Linked DNA regions of Mus musculus: regions 2 and 3 are each linked to region 1. The links are chromatin contacts, called in public capture Hi-C and promoter capture Hi-C maps. All regions are on one chromosome and are shown on one strand. The core of a region is the stretch at or near the end of the contact, and the rest is flanking DNA. Distances in the headings are between cores, read along the strand shown. Region 1 holds the start of 3300002P13Rik (RIKEN cDNA 3300002P13 gene). Region 2 holds the start of Zfp580 (zinc finger protein 580). Region 3 holds the start of Dnaaf3 (dynein, axonemal assembly factor 3).

What was found. Promoter capture Hi-C pulls out the DNA fragments that hold promoters and counts their contacts. Capture Hi-C pulls out chosen DNA fragments and counts their contacts.
Region 2: a capture Hi-C map of macrophages shows a contact between it and region 1, with 5 times the contacts expected there. The contact joins the promoter of Zfp580 here to the promoter of 3300002P13Rik in region 1. A contact is called at or near these places in 3 of 39 promoter capture datasets (cranial neural crest, embryonic stem cells and hippocampal neurons), 1 of 115 datasets of contacts at active chromatin or transcription factors (astrocytes) and 1 of 9 other capture datasets (macrophages).
Region 3: a contact with region 1 is called in a promoter capture Hi-C map of embryonic stem cells, with 3 times the contacts expected there. The contact joins the promoter of Dnaaf3 here to the promoter of 3300002P13Rik in region 1. A contact is called at or near these places in 8 of 39 promoter capture datasets (the 3T3-L1 cell line, cranial neural crest, embryonic stem cells and 4 more), 2 of 115 datasets of contacts at active chromatin or transcription factors (both in embryonic stem cells) and 1 of 9 other capture datasets (embryonic stem cells).

The regions. Positions count from the first base shown.
Region 1 is chr7:3,420,755-3,425,409 of GRCm38.p6, reverse strand. 3300002P13Rik (RIKEN cDNA 3300002P13 gene) reads left to right here and starts at 1,965. Exons shown (of 2, transcript NR_126426.1): 1 at 1,965-2,136; 2 at 2,826-3,745. Cacng6 (calcium channel, voltage-dependent, gamma subunit 6) reads right to left here and starts at 748. Exons shown (of 4, transcript NM_133183.2): 1 at 418-748. The coding sequence starts at 748.
Region 2 is chr7:5,049,325-5,053,979 of GRCm38.p6, reverse strand. It overlaps Zfp580 (zinc finger protein 580), which reads right to left and starts at 2,448. Exons shown (of 2, transcript NM_026900.1): 1 at 2,266-2,448; 2 at 257-1,175. The coding sequence starts at 1,163. The coding sequence ends at 645. Gm15510 (predicted gene 15510) reads left to right here. Exons shown (of 4, transcript NR_166619.1): 2 at 3,062-3,249. It also overlaps a transcript of Ccdc106 not described here.
Region 3 is chr7:4,529,833-4,534,487 of GRCm38.p6, reverse strand. It overlaps Dnaaf3 (dynein, axonemal assembly factor 3), which reads left to right and starts at 2,023. Exons shown (of 12, transcript NM_001033548.3): 1 at 2,023-2,110; 2 at 2,213-2,301; 3 at 2,608-2,750; 4 at 3,621-3,714. The coding sequence starts at 2,217.

The DNA of each region.
Region 1 (4,655 bases), core at 716-3,215:
TTCTAGTTAAGGGCACAGGCTGTCTGTGGGTGCATGGCTGTCTGGTGGGGAATTCAGGCAGTTCTAGGGGATACGGGTTGGCGGGGGTGTATACAGGCTGTTGTTCTGAGGGGACCAGCTGGGTTTGGAAGCACAGGCTGTCTGAGGGGTACAGGCTGGTCTGGGGCATAGGCCACAGCTAGAAGGCAAACTTTAAGAAACAAGTTTCTTTAGGGCATATGCTAATTAGGGATATGTGCTACCCCTGAACATCTCTCACTCTCCCCGCCCCCTTTCTCTCCAGTTTCTGTGAGCACAGGTTGATTTGGGCACAAACATTCTTGGGGGATAAGAACAAGACAAAAGTTTCCCCCAGACAAAAGTTTCTTTCTCCCTGACTGTGGGACACAGATCTGGGCTCAGAACACAGCCTCTCACCTCCTGGCAGCTCAGCTGGGCCACAGGTCTCCCTGCCCGCGGGCACATCCGCCTGCCACAGTCGCTTGATGCACACCTTCCACAGCCCCAAATGGGCGGCCTCACAGACGGCGCTGCCATTGGTCTTGTATGTATTGAGTTCCACCCAGAACTCGGTGCCCACAGCCAGCACAGCCAGCGTAGCACCCACGATTGCCACCAGCAACCCCAGCTTGATCTTGCCCTCTCGCTCCGGAGTCAAGCCGAGATTCTGCTGTTCTTGGGCACGACGCCGGCCCACAGCTGTCCGGCGTCGGTCTTCCTCTTGCATGAAGAAGTTAGACCACATCATGATGATGGGATCCGCTGGAGCTCAGGCGAGCCTCAAGGAGTCAGAAAGACCTGTGCAGCGGGTCCTAAGGGGCAGGGGGCAGGGCCTAGACTTTCAAAGGAAGTAGTAGGCTCAGTGTCAACTAGATCGGGAATGAGAAAAAGCTGAGCCCCAAATGCAAGAGTGGAGGCCTTTGCCCCTGAGAAGAGAAACTAACTATATTTTTGGCCTAAGGATGCTACCAGGGCTTATGCACATGAACGTGGCACAGGTGAGGCCTAGAGAAAAAGCTAGGCTACTCTGAGGTTTACCTAGCCAATGAGAAAACTGAGGAGCCCAAGGGAAAACTTGCCCAGTTTCCAAAGGTTGCTGATGGGGTCTCCCGTAAGTCTCACAGTTTTCCCTTGAAAAGAGGGGAGCTGAGGTTTTTCGTGTGTTTGAGATATAGTTTAGATTTCTTCTGGCTCAGAATTTGAGAAAGGAGGAATCTCAGAACACTTTTGGGCTATACAAAAGTTAGAATTGGGATTTCACTGGTAAAGTTAGAAATCGCTCCAAGTCTGAGAGAGGCAAGTGGAAGCTCCAGTATTCACAGCAAATCTGGGACCCCACTGGAATTCGAGGGGGTATGGGCGAGCCAGGGACTACTCAAAAAAGAGCCCAGGTCTCCTACAGTGGCTGAGAATCACAATGAGGTCCAGAAAAAGAGGCTGGGGACTCTCTGTAGTCAGGACAGGGCTCAGACCAAGGCACTGTGGTCTACACTCTGGCTTAGAAAACCAAGGCAAAATACCCTGGGGGACACAGGAGTTGGAAAGGGACTCTCAGTCAGTCTGTCTGCAGTTACTCGGCTCCCCCTCCCCCGGGCTCCCAAGTCCTGCTCGGCCAGGATCGCTCCAAACTCAGCTCAGGGTCCCGCGCTCCCTTTGGACTTCCCACCCGGGTCTCCCGGGCACGGGTCCCTTGAGCTCTCCTGCCTCTGCGCCACGCCGGCCCCAGCTCCGCGATGCCTCCGAAGCGTCCAGCTTTGCTCGCCTCTACCCAGTCAGCTCTCCGGACCTGCTGCGCTCGCTCCCTGCCTCGCCCCATCCGCCCACCCCCTCACCCCACCGGCTATTTCAGGCTCGACCCGTAAATAACACTCGCACCTGTCGCAAGCGCCTGTTGCCATAGGGATCCGGGTATTTTAAGGGGACAAGGGGCGGGGGAGGGAGGCCTCTTGGAAGGAGGGGCTGGGGGCCGGGTCTTCAACAGAGCGAACGAAGGGAGATCTGTTTCCCCAAGGGTCCGGGACCAGGCTGCAAAGTCCAAAATCTGGATCTCAAAGAGCCAGTGAAGTCAGAGAACTTGTGTTTCTGTCCTGAGCAGTCCAGGCTGGAAGCTCCCTAGTTGGCTTGCAGGATTCTGAGGTCCAGAGGCTTGGAAGAAGTACTGGGGGTGGGGGCGGGGTGGACTCTTTGAGTCTGAAGGTTTGGAGGAGGTGGGCTTGGTCTGGATTCTTAAAGTCTGGGGGAGGAGAGGCAGGGTATGTAGTTTGAGGGTTTCAGGGAGAAGGGTTGAACTCATATGTATGTGGGAACAGAGCTTCAGTATAGGCTCCTGGTCTTGAGGGAGGAGGACTAAGGCCTGGACTGTGGGCCTGAGAGAGGCCTGGAACCTGACTCTTCAGTCTGGACAGGGGAGTGGGAATAGGGCTGGGATGGGGGGTGGGGGGCCTCCAGGTCTGAAGAAGGAGAGCTAGGGCTTGTATTCCTAGAGTTGTCTGAACCTATACTCCAAGACCTGGAAGAGGCCCCTATGGCCAGAATCCTCAGGGTCATTAGATCAGTTTCAGTGTTCAAGTCCTCAGTCCCCAAGAAAGTAGAAAAGACAGACTCTAGGGAATTAGGGTGCTGGGACACATGAAACAGAGCAACTGTCCTTATTGGATTTATTAGCCTGTGTGTCCCTGGGGGCCTTTTTTACAGCAGAGACCCAGACAGGGGACAGCCACGTGGCATGACAGCAGGGTCTGATTCTTAGCCCTCACTCCCTCTCTCAGCCCTTCTGTGGACCACCCAGGTGGGACCCACCTTTCACCAACTCCTTCCTTCCCCAGGTAGCTCCTCCAGTACATCAGCTGCTACGACCAGGTGCCTGGAACACAAGTGCCACCTCTGCTGGCCCCACTCTGGACTTTTTGGTTGGAATCAGTTCTGAAATGGCAGGGGACTGGCATCAGCCAGTCCTCAGAAGACATTCCTGAGCACTGAGTTGTCGTTACTGAATGAAGATAATGTCACTGGATTTGCTCAGGGCTCTCAAAGCAAGATACACAGTGTCATCAGCGGGCTCTGGAAGGTGGGCAGCGCTGCCTCATTGTGGAAGTCCTCCCGAGGCTCTCTTCCCTGTTTGCTATTGAGCTGTTCTCCCCTCTTCTGGCCCCTGGACCTCTCCATATTTCTCAATCCCATCTGCTTTAGTAGCTATGGAAATTCTGTGTGCATTTGCTGTCTTCTTGCCGATACGTTTTCCTTCTCTGTCACTTTCACTTTTCATTTTCAAATGAAAATAAAAGTATTTGTTTTGTGGGGTGTGGGGATCTAGGGGCATGTGTGTCGTGGTGCATATGTGGAGGTCAGAGCAACTGGCAGGGTCAGTTCTTTCCTTCTACCATGTGCGTCCCAGGGGGCGGATTGAACTCCGGTTGTCAAACTTGACAGCAAGTGCTATCTCACTGACCCTCTTTCAAGTTTTTGTTTTAAGAAAATGTCTCTTTCTGAAGCTCGGGCATGCCTTGAACTCTGGTGATCCCCCTGCCTCAGCCTCTTTAGTTCTGGGATTTTAGGCATGGGCCACTACACTCAGTTCTGTATCGTTTTCATACCAAAATGATAGCTGCTTGGATTCTGTCTCCCACTTCTTCCCACACACCACTCCCCCAATGCTGGATCAGGTTTCTGTCTCTGAAGCTGGACTGCAGTCACCTCTTCTTGCGCTGATCAGCCCTGTTCACATTAATAAAGCTTCTGGTCTTCCAGATCTCTTCCCAGCTCTCAGTAGCACTGGGCACATATGGCTGACTTCCTCCTCCTCCTTAAAACTTTATGTGCTTTCCAGCCTTCCTTGTGTGTGTGTGTGAGTGTGTGCTAGGGACTGAACCTAGGGCAAGTGCTCTAGCCCTGAGCCACACCCCAGCCCCTCACTGGGGGCTTCTAAGCAGGTACTATACACTGAGCCATACACCCCACCAACACTTCTTTTGCCCTGTGAGAGGGTCTGGCTTTCTGCCTACACCCAGGCCACTCCCTCTCATAGAGATGATTTAGAATTTTCCAAATTTCTGACCGGAGTCATAACTCTATCCACATCACCCTTCAAAGTTATCCCGTTCCGTGGCATTAAATGTCTTCTGAATGCTGATGTTACTAAAACTTGTATTTTCAACCCTGACCTCGTCACCACTCCCATCATCATTAACTGGTTACCTGATACCCTGACTTGGATTTCCAGAGGCATCACCAACTGGGCATGTCCAAAAAAGAACCCTTGATCCCTCCCTCCTAGCTAAAGTCTATTCAGTACACAACGGTGCAGCTTCAACTCAGATTCCTAGCTCTCATACAAGCTGTAAAATTCCATACCTCTAATGCTCATTCCCCCTTTGATTTTGTTTGTTTGTTTTTGATAAAGGGTCTCATGAGCTCCTGATCTTCTTGCCTCCATTTCCCTAATACTGTTTATAGACATGAGCTGCCATGCCTTTTATGCAGTGGTGGGATACAACCAGGGGTCTCCTGCATACTGGGAAAGTACTCTGCCCAGTGAGCTACATTCCTAGGTCCTCCAGTTTTGTTTTGGGAGACAGTCTCATGTAGCCAAGGATGTCCTTGAACTCCTGATCCTCTTGTCTCCATCTACAGACATTCACCACGCCCCACCCAACCCA
Region 2 (4,655 bases), core at 1,199-3,698, 1.6 Mb before region 1:
TTGCGCCCACAGTTGTAGGCGGCAGAGGGACCGGGGAACCTTGGTTTCCCCCGTACCTAGCAGTACCGGGTTTGGGAAATAGGAATCTAGGGAAAGATGAGGGTCCAAGGGAGAACGGAGAGGGCGGGTTGCCTGAGCATCAGAAAACAGCTCCGATTGGAAACGCTCTCCGAGCACAAGGTTCCTATGTGCTAATGGTCCAAACTCAATCTCCCTATCCCAACACTCAACCCACATGCAAGTAAGAACCCAAGAATGAAGTGCGGAATGTTTATTGGGCAAGGAATAAGGGATCGTGGGCATTAGAAGTACAGAGGCGATCCAGACCGTGCCGGTGTTTTTGTCTTCCACGAAGACCTTATACTTGGGAAGAGTAGACCACCAAGACTCAGGAGAGGTCGTAACGTTTGCAAAGGCTTACACAGCACAGCCGGACTGAAGCCCAGTTCCAACTGACACCCAGGCCCAGAGGGGCAACAACTTTGGTCTACATCACACAGCTAGACGGGAGAAAATATAAAATGATATTTCTCCTTGGGGATGGGTGGGGAAACTGAGGCCTAGGGTAAGGCAGTAACCTCAGGAGAACTGGGGTATGTGTGGGAGTGACGCTGTGTGGTGATCCGGAGAGGGCAGGGCTGAGCTCAGTGCAGGCGCACGTGCTGCGCCAGCTCCGCGGCGTCCTGGAAGCGGCGTGGACAGAGCGGGCAGGTGTGAGGTGGACCAGCGCGCGCACGGTGGGTGGCGCGGTGCCGCGACAGGTGGCTGGATCGCTTGAAAGCTTTGCCACAAGCACCACAAGTAAAGGGCTTGAGGTCCGAGTGCGACACACGGTGGCTCTGCAGCCGCAGAGGGCTCGCAAAGACACGAGCGCACTCTGGGCAGCTATAGCCCTTGCGAGGACCTGGCTCTCCCGGGGTCGCCTCGCGCTGCGGCGGGCCCCGAGGTTCCTCCTCCAGCTGCACCGTGTACGTGTAGGGGACCCCGTTGGCGTCGATGAGCAGATGGCGGCCCAGCCGCGGTGGCCGCGGCCCCGCCACCGAGGAAGAAGTGGAGGAGGGGCCTTCCGCCTTGGGAAAAGGGGGAGTCTTGGGGGGCGGTGGGTCCATGACCTCCGGAGAGGAGGACCGAGGGTGGGGTGGCCGCGGCGGCAGCAGCAGCATCTGGAGCGGCAGCTGGGAGCGGCGGAGGGAAGAGAAGTTAAGATCCTCTCTTCCTTTCAGGAAAAAAAAAAAATCCTAAAAAGGAAGATGATACCACTCCCTGCCAGACTGTGCTACTGACCTACCTCCCTACAAAGTAAGAAGTGACTCCAGTCCCCATCTCCGGGACTCCTACACCAGGGCTTAGCAACACCCCGCTCCACCGACTCAGGTCATAACCTCAGACATCCTTCGGATTCCCTTCCCTCACCTCCACCCACCGAAATCAATCTCCAAGTCCATTTCTTTCCTTCTCAGTTTAGGTCCTTTCTAATCTCACATTCTAGAGACTAGTGGCCTCCGAGATTTTTCTCCCATCTACCCATTCCTTTTTCTCAGAGCTCTACTCAATCTCTGATTTAGTCCTTTCCCTCAGGTCCCTCAATACCCTCAGAGCCTCCCCAATCTCCACAGTTGTCGTCGCCTCAAGTTTCCTCCCTAGATACTTATCCAGAGTCCCACTAACCCAATTCCCCACTTTCCATTCAAGGCTCTTTTATGTCATCCCCACACTCTGCACTTAAAGGTTTTGCCATTCTCTTTCCACTCGAGGAAAGCCATCGTCTGTACTTCATTCTCAACTGACTGCCTCCAATATGCGCCCCCATCTTGTTATATTTTATTCACCACCGTCTCCACCCACAAAGTATCCTGACATCTTCGGTTTCTCTCTCCATCGCCGCCACCACCTTGGAGCATCTTCCAACTCGCAGTCATAGACCTTCTGGTTTCTTGTTCCCGCACAGCTACCCCTAACCTTGGCCCCTCCTCTCTAGATACAGCTGGCATCTCTGGTCCCTCTTCACCTCCCGGGTTATTTGATGCATAGCCCCTCGTCTGGGGACCTCTAGCAGCCCTGGTCCTCTAAACCACCCTGTCCCGTTATATCCCCTACGGCCTTCCTACTCCCCTGGCTTCCATAAGGAGCTTTGGCCTCCCGACGCCCCTCTCTCAGGCTCTGAGTGTCGCTTTCGTCGCCTCACCGCTCCGACCCACACCCAGAGACCTGCCGGCCTCGCGCCCTGCCCAAGCCAGGCTCCTCCCTCCATCCCGGCCCCCGTACCCGGTGCAGCAGCCTCTCGGGTCCGGGGGAGAACGGGGCCGAGGTCCCGGACGGACCCGGGCTTGCCCTGACGAGCGCCGCGGTAGGAGCGAGCTTCCGGGCAGCTCCGGGCCGGCGGCGCCGGGGACGCGGGTCGGGGGGCGCAGGGGCGCGAGGGGCGACGGCGTCCCTGAGAAAGAGCACCGTTCAGAAACGCCCGCTACACACACGAAGGTTCCGAGGCTGGAGTCTGCAGCTGTAAAGGGAGAGCGCAAGGGGTGGGGGTGGCGCTTGGCCAACGAGAAGGACCTGCAAAAGGACAGTTTCCAGCTGCGTGCCATTCACAAGAGCCATTCCTTTGCTTTGAGTGACCCGTAAAAAGCTAGATACTGTGAAGTCTAGTAAGCGCCCCATAAAGAATTGAAATTTACAGCTTGTCGTCTTTCCACCCTGCCTCCCCTTTCCGCTTAGGCAAAACCAGCGGGTTAGAGAAGGGGTGTTTCTGTTGGATGAGCAAATGGAGAGACAGAGGTCCAGAAGCCCGATCTCTGTTCTGATTTAGCAGGGTCACAATCCTCACGTCTCATAAATGGGGGAATCAATGTCCAAAGAAGACGTTGCCAGATCCCGTAAAGTATATATGCTCCACTGAACATACGGGGAAACAGAGACTGGGGACGACCAGATGTTGACCCAGAAAGGAAAATGTACTATTTCCCCGCAGAGCATATGGGGAATCTGAAAACTGGAGCATGCTTGCTAGGTATAAAAATGGGGACAGGGTTTACCTAACATGCACTCTTGGTTTGATCCCCAGCACTGCATAAAACTGGTTGAAACAGAAGAATCAGAAGTTCAAGGTTATCTTCTCCAATATATTGAGTTGGAGGCCGGCCTGGGCTACATGAAATCGCATCTGAAAACAAGGATGGAGAGCAGCTGTGATTCTTGCCAGTGACCCAGCAGGGGAAAGTAAGGTCTCCAGAGGAGACCAGCCATTCCTAGGTACGGGCATGGGGAAGTTTAGACTTACTATGGAATACATGGGGAAGCTGAGGCTCAGAGAAAGCCAGGCATTGTCGTATACACAGGCAAGGAAGCTGGTTCTTTGGAATGGAAAAGAGTGCTGCTGAAGTCACCAGCACCCACTGCCTATGGTAGCTGGCGCGCAGGGCTCTTCAAGGAGGGTCTGAGCATCCAGTTTTGATGCAGTAGCCTGGGCCAGTGAAGACACTTTGTATTTGTAAAATGCACTCTGGTATGAGATGCAATTACAGGAGGTTAGGACCCATCTAAGGCTAAGTCCTAGATCCACGTACTGGGAGTTGGGAGGGGGCAACAGCTGGACATAGCCAAGGGAGAGGAGGGTTAGGCGCCCAGTGCAAGGACCCCACCCACCCACCCACCCAAAGAGTGGACTACCCCTTGAAGAATTATCCAACATCTTTCCATCGGTAACAAATGCTATAATTTCTATGAGGCGTGACAGTGGATACATGAAGCTATTGAGCACTAGTGCTTCTGAGGCCCTGAAGTATGGAACGTATTCATTCCTTAATTTAGATTTGCCCCAGGAGACAGCTATATAAACTGTATTTTTATTTCTTGAGACATGATCTCAAGAAGCCTAGCCTGACTATGCAGCCTAAGATAACCTTGAATTCTCTCTCTCCTTTAAAAAAAAATGTATGTAAGTGTTTTGGTGGCCTGTAGGCATATACACATGTGTACTTGGTGTCCTTGGAGGTCAGAAGACAGCAATCGGATTCCCTAGAACTGGAGTTAGAGTGTTTGTGAACCACCTTGTGGGTGCTATAAGTCAAACCCAGGTCCTCTACAAGGGCAAAGGAGTTCAAACCCAGATGACCACGTGGTGGAAGAAAAGAACCAACTCTAGAAAGTTGCCTTCTGACTGCCACATGCATGTACACGATCACACATAAATAAATGAATTTCAAAACCTAAGCCAAGAAGAGGGCAGAGACACAAAACAAAATATCAGTTAGTGAATGAGTAAATTTGATCAGATAGTAAATCCCACCTCTCCCTGAAAAGATACTTCTGGATGGAGCTGGAGCCATGCTTCAGCAGTTAAGAGCACTGGCTGCTCTAGTAAAAGCCCCAGGTTCCATTCCCAGCACCCAGCTTAACAACCATTTATAAATCCAATTCCAGGGGAGCCCACACCATCTTCTGTCTCCTGTAACAGGCATACATGTCTACAAACATCCGAGTAGGCAGAAACACCAATATACATAAAATAACTTTTAAAAAAGCTACTGCCGGGTGGCTTAGCATCCCCAAAGCTCTGGATCTGATTCCCCACAACACAGAGGAGACACCCTGCCACCTAGCTGGGACATGGTCATGATAAAGTCTACCAGACATCAGTCTAACCCCTCTAATGTCCT
Region 3 (4,655 bases), core at 774-3,273, 1.1 Mb before region 1:
GGGCAGCCTAACAAGAATGATGAACACCAGACACCCCTCTGTGGCATCTGCATTTTCATGGCCACAAGCACCCACACATGGGTGTGCATACATGCATATGGTACAAAACACACAGAAAGGAGCGAGGTGTTCTGCTTCATCGTGAGTCTGGAATTATATGATGTTATAAGTTATGCTATACATTTCTCTTTGCCTTATTGTGTGAGTTTTTGACTGCCTGTCTGTCTGTCTGTCCCCAGCATGTATACTGTGTACCACCTACATGTATATCCTCAGAGGCCAGAAGAGAGCATCAGATTTCCCGGGACTGGCATTATATACCGATGGTTGAAAGCTGACTGACATGTGGGTGTTGGGATCTGAATCAGGTCCACTGGAAGAGCAACCAGCGCTCTTGACTGCTGAGCCAGCTCTCCAGCCCTCTCTCTGTGTATAATGATGCTTGAACTATTACACCTACTTCTATCCCGTGACCCCCACCCCACAGGATTGAATTATAGTCTCGTACTATCACACCTGGATTGATGTGGTGCTGGGATGGAACACAGTGTTTCAGTCACGCCATTCCTGAAGGTATCGTTTCTGTAGCATTGTCTCGATTAGTTTTTGTCCTTCATTCTAGTAAGTTCTTCTATTGCTTAACATGATCTGAGAGACCAGTGTTAGGTATCTTCCCAGGAGGAAGATTTCTAAATTTGTATTTGAAAATTTTATTCTTTGTGTGTGAGTGTGTGTGTTACTCAAGTGTTTGTGGGTGCCAAAAGAGGTGAGAAGAGGGCATGAGAGCCCTGGGGCTGAAAGTACAGGCCGTTATGATCCTTCTGATGTGGTGCTGAGAACTGAACTCTCCCGTTCTCTAGGAGAGCAGAAAGTACCTTTATTTTTTATTTTATTTTATTGTTTTGTTTTTGTTTTTGTTTTTGTTTTTTGAGACAGGGTTTCTCTGTGTAGCCCTGGCTGTCCTGGAACTCACTCTGTAGACCAGGCTGGCTTCGAACTCAGAAATCCGCCTGCCTCTGCCTTCCAACAGAAAGCACCTTTAACTGCTGAACCTTTCTCCAGCTCCCAGCTCCAGGAGGGAGGATTTTTTTTTTTTTTTTTTTTAGCTTTTATACAGTGCGGTAGCCTTTGCTGGGCTAGAATAAGATATGGCAAACTGGTCTTGAACCACTGATTTTCCTACTTCAGAATGTTGGTATTACAGGTCTGTGCCATGGTGCCTGCTAAAGATGTATTATTGAGTAATGACTGTGAGTAATAGCCTGATCATATATTCTAGAAAAATCTACTGAGCAAGGTCCTGTTTTTCACCTAGTGAGGCCTGTATTCAGACAAGAGCCCAGGTGTAAAAGAAACAAAAACAAAAGAACAAAACAGAGATGTGAAGGCATGTCTTGGCTTCCTGTTATAATTTGGATTCACAGAGATTTCATTAGAATCCAGGAGTGGTGGCTCACAATATTTAAACCAAGGCCAGGAGGACTGCTGCGAGTTCGGAGTAACTCGAATAAAGAGGGACTCTGGCTCAAAAAGAAGAAGAGGAGGGAAAAGAAGAAGAGGGGAGGAGAGGAGGAGGGGAGGGGGAGAAGAAGGAAGAGGAGGAGGAAAGAAGAAAAAGGAAGAAAGGAAGGAAGGAGAGAGAGAGAGAGAAAGAGAGAGAGAGAGAGAGAGAGAGAGAGAGAGAGAGAGAGAGAGAGAGAGAGAGAGAGAGAGAGAAAAGAAAGAAAAAGAAAAGAAAGACAAACAGGGAAGACATTTCGTTCAGTTCTGATTTAATTTGAAGCAGCAAGGTAGATCCTCCCTTTCCTAGAAATTTGGAGGACGGATCCAGAAAGCAGGCACCCTACTCTGGTCCGGCTGTCGTTATGACAACCGCGTCCGGTGTCCAGTTTCAGACCACACCGCAGCCATCTCCCGGAGCTTCTATTGGTCAAAAGTTCATAGCGAGCGGCACCTTTTCACGTTAATTGGTCAGTTGATAGCAATAATGCAAAACCACCTGCTCCCATTGGGTGATGACTCAGAGTGGGCGAAGCCTCTGGGAAACTGTTGTGGTGGCTTCCAGGAGCTCAGCACAGGACCCTACCTACGGATATTTTGAAGAATAAAGGTGAGGGGATTAACGTGGAGGCGAAGGGGTAAGAAGCGGGGCAGCGAGAAAGGGAGGGATGAGATGGACAAATGTGGAATTCCCCGGACTCCTGTCCCACAGAGCGATGACCACGCCTGCGGGCTCGGGCACCGGTTATGGTAGTGTGTCCTGGTGGGGTCTGTCCCCGGCGCTGGACCTACAGGCAGAAAGTGAGTCTACCCTAAGACCACACACGGTCTTAGACAGAGGTGCCTTTCCTACTACAACTGTGGACTGTGCTCACAGCCCACAGCACTTGTGTCTGTGGTAGGGGATGCTGATGGGATGTGTATACCAACGTTCCCTAAATTAACTGGCTTGGGGAGAAGGGTTAATACTGAGTGCTATAAGGCAAAGGTATCGCTGTTTTTTGGAATCCAGGCTCGGCGTATCAAGCCTGCTGGTTTCTTAACTTCTAAAGTTAGCTAACTGCAGGAGAGACGAGCAGTCGACTCTGCCTGCTATCGTCTTGCCAGGTCCTCCTGTAGACCCAGATTCACAGTCGAAAACAGAGCGCAAGGTCCCAGAACTGGATGCCCTGCTGTTAGGTTCTGTGGATGGTAGACACATGCTGCGGACCCTGGCCAGGGCAGCGCTCTGGCCTCTCAGGAGCTTCAATGTGAGTTGGGATTCTGGGATCCTGGTTGGAGTGGAATGAACGGCCGATTCCTGAGCCTTTGAGAGAAGAGAGGATTGCAATGAAAGTTTCCAGGTCCTAGAGGTTAGGCTGTGGATCTGAAGAGTCTCAGACCTTGTCCTAGGGAAGTAAGGTCCTGGGATTTGAGGCCCCTGGGCTTCAGTAAGAGCGAGAGCCCAAGAATCAGGTCTCCAGCCGGGCAGTGGTGGCATATGCCTTTAATCCCAGCACTTGGGAGGCAGGTGGATTTCTGAGTTCGAGGCCAGCCTAGTCTCCAGAGTGAGTTCCAGGACAGCCAGAGTTACACAGAGAAACCCTGTCTCAAAACAAACAAACAAACAAACAAACCCCAAAAAATCAGGTCTCCAGAGTGAGTTCCAGGACAGCTAGGGCTACACAGAGAAACCCTGACTCAAAAAAACAAAACAAAACAAAACAAAACGAAACAAAACCAAAAACAAAACAAAACAAAAAATCAGGTCTCCAGGAGTGGTGTGAGGGGTGATCTCGAATCTAGACTTATGGCTTAAGAGAGAGACCTAGCAAGCTGGATCTAGTGGTTAAAGCCTGTAATCATAGTTGCTCCGGAGGCTGAGGCAGGAGAAGCATCGTAAGTTCAAGGCCATCCTGGGCAACAGAGAGTTCAAGGGCGACCTAATGAGACTATGCCTCACAATAGAAAGAAAAACAGGGGGGGGGGGGGATGTGCTGGGAATGGAGTTCAGTGGTGGAGTGCTGCTCTAACTTTTACAAGGTCCCTGGTTGGGTTCCATCTCCATACAGGGGTGTTGGGGGAGGCTGGTGTTCTGGGCTCCTAGGTCTGCAGAATTGTCTTGTCTGTCACTCGTGCAGTTTTATGTGCTGGAGAATAATCTGGAAGCGGTAGCCCGACACATGCTGATCTTCAGTCTAGCCCTAGAGGAACCTGAGAAGATGGGGCTCCAAGGTCAGTTGCTTAAGACTCTAGCATTCAGCCAGGGAGGTGGGTATGTCTATAATCCCAGCACTTGGAAGGCAGAGGCATGTTGTGTCCGGCCAGCCGACCACATGTTTTGGGTCCTAGGCTGGAAAGGCATGTTGGAAACCTGGAAGAGAAGAAGGGCTAGGCTGCGCGAGATAAGGAAGGAACCAAGACAAGCTTTCTGCTCAAGGTTCAATTTTAATGTCAGCAAACACGCTTTATAAAGAAAAGGGGAGGCCCGTCCCTGGCCAAGCAAAGTTCCTTTGAAGTAGATAGGTCAGCCTTTTAGTGGGAACTCGCAAAGATCGCAGTTCGGTGTTAACTCTGGAAGATTCTTGGAAGAGAACCGGTTCAGGCCTCTGGCAGGTTGAGCCTCAGGCAGGTAGTGGCACATCAAAGGAGCAGCACAGCAGGTGGCTCCGCTCAGGCGGTGGTGGATGGTCACAGCCAGCCTTGCTGGGCTGGAAGGAGGTAACAGAGGCAGGCAGATTTCTGAGTTCCAGGACAGCCAGGGTTACACAGAGAAACCCTGTCTCAAAATGAATGAATGAATGAATGAATGAATGAATGAATGAAACAAAAGACTCTAGCATTCAAATTCAAAGCTCCCACCCCCAAAGATACTGGCCTTCCAATGGTGTGATTTAAAGCTTTGGAGATGGGATGGACCTGGTAGTGCACACCTTTAACCCCAGCACTCCAGGGACAGAGGCAGGTGGGTTTCAAAGCGTTCAAGGCCAGCCTGGTCTACATAGTGAGATCCAGGCCAACCAGGGTTCATAGTGAAACCCTGTCTCAAAAATACAAAATAAATAAACCTTTGAAAACGTAGCTCAGCTAGTAGAGCGCTAGTGTGCACAAAGCCCCAGGTAGGGTGGCACAAGGTCACAGCTCTAGGGAGGTGGCCAAGAGGTTCAGAAATTCAG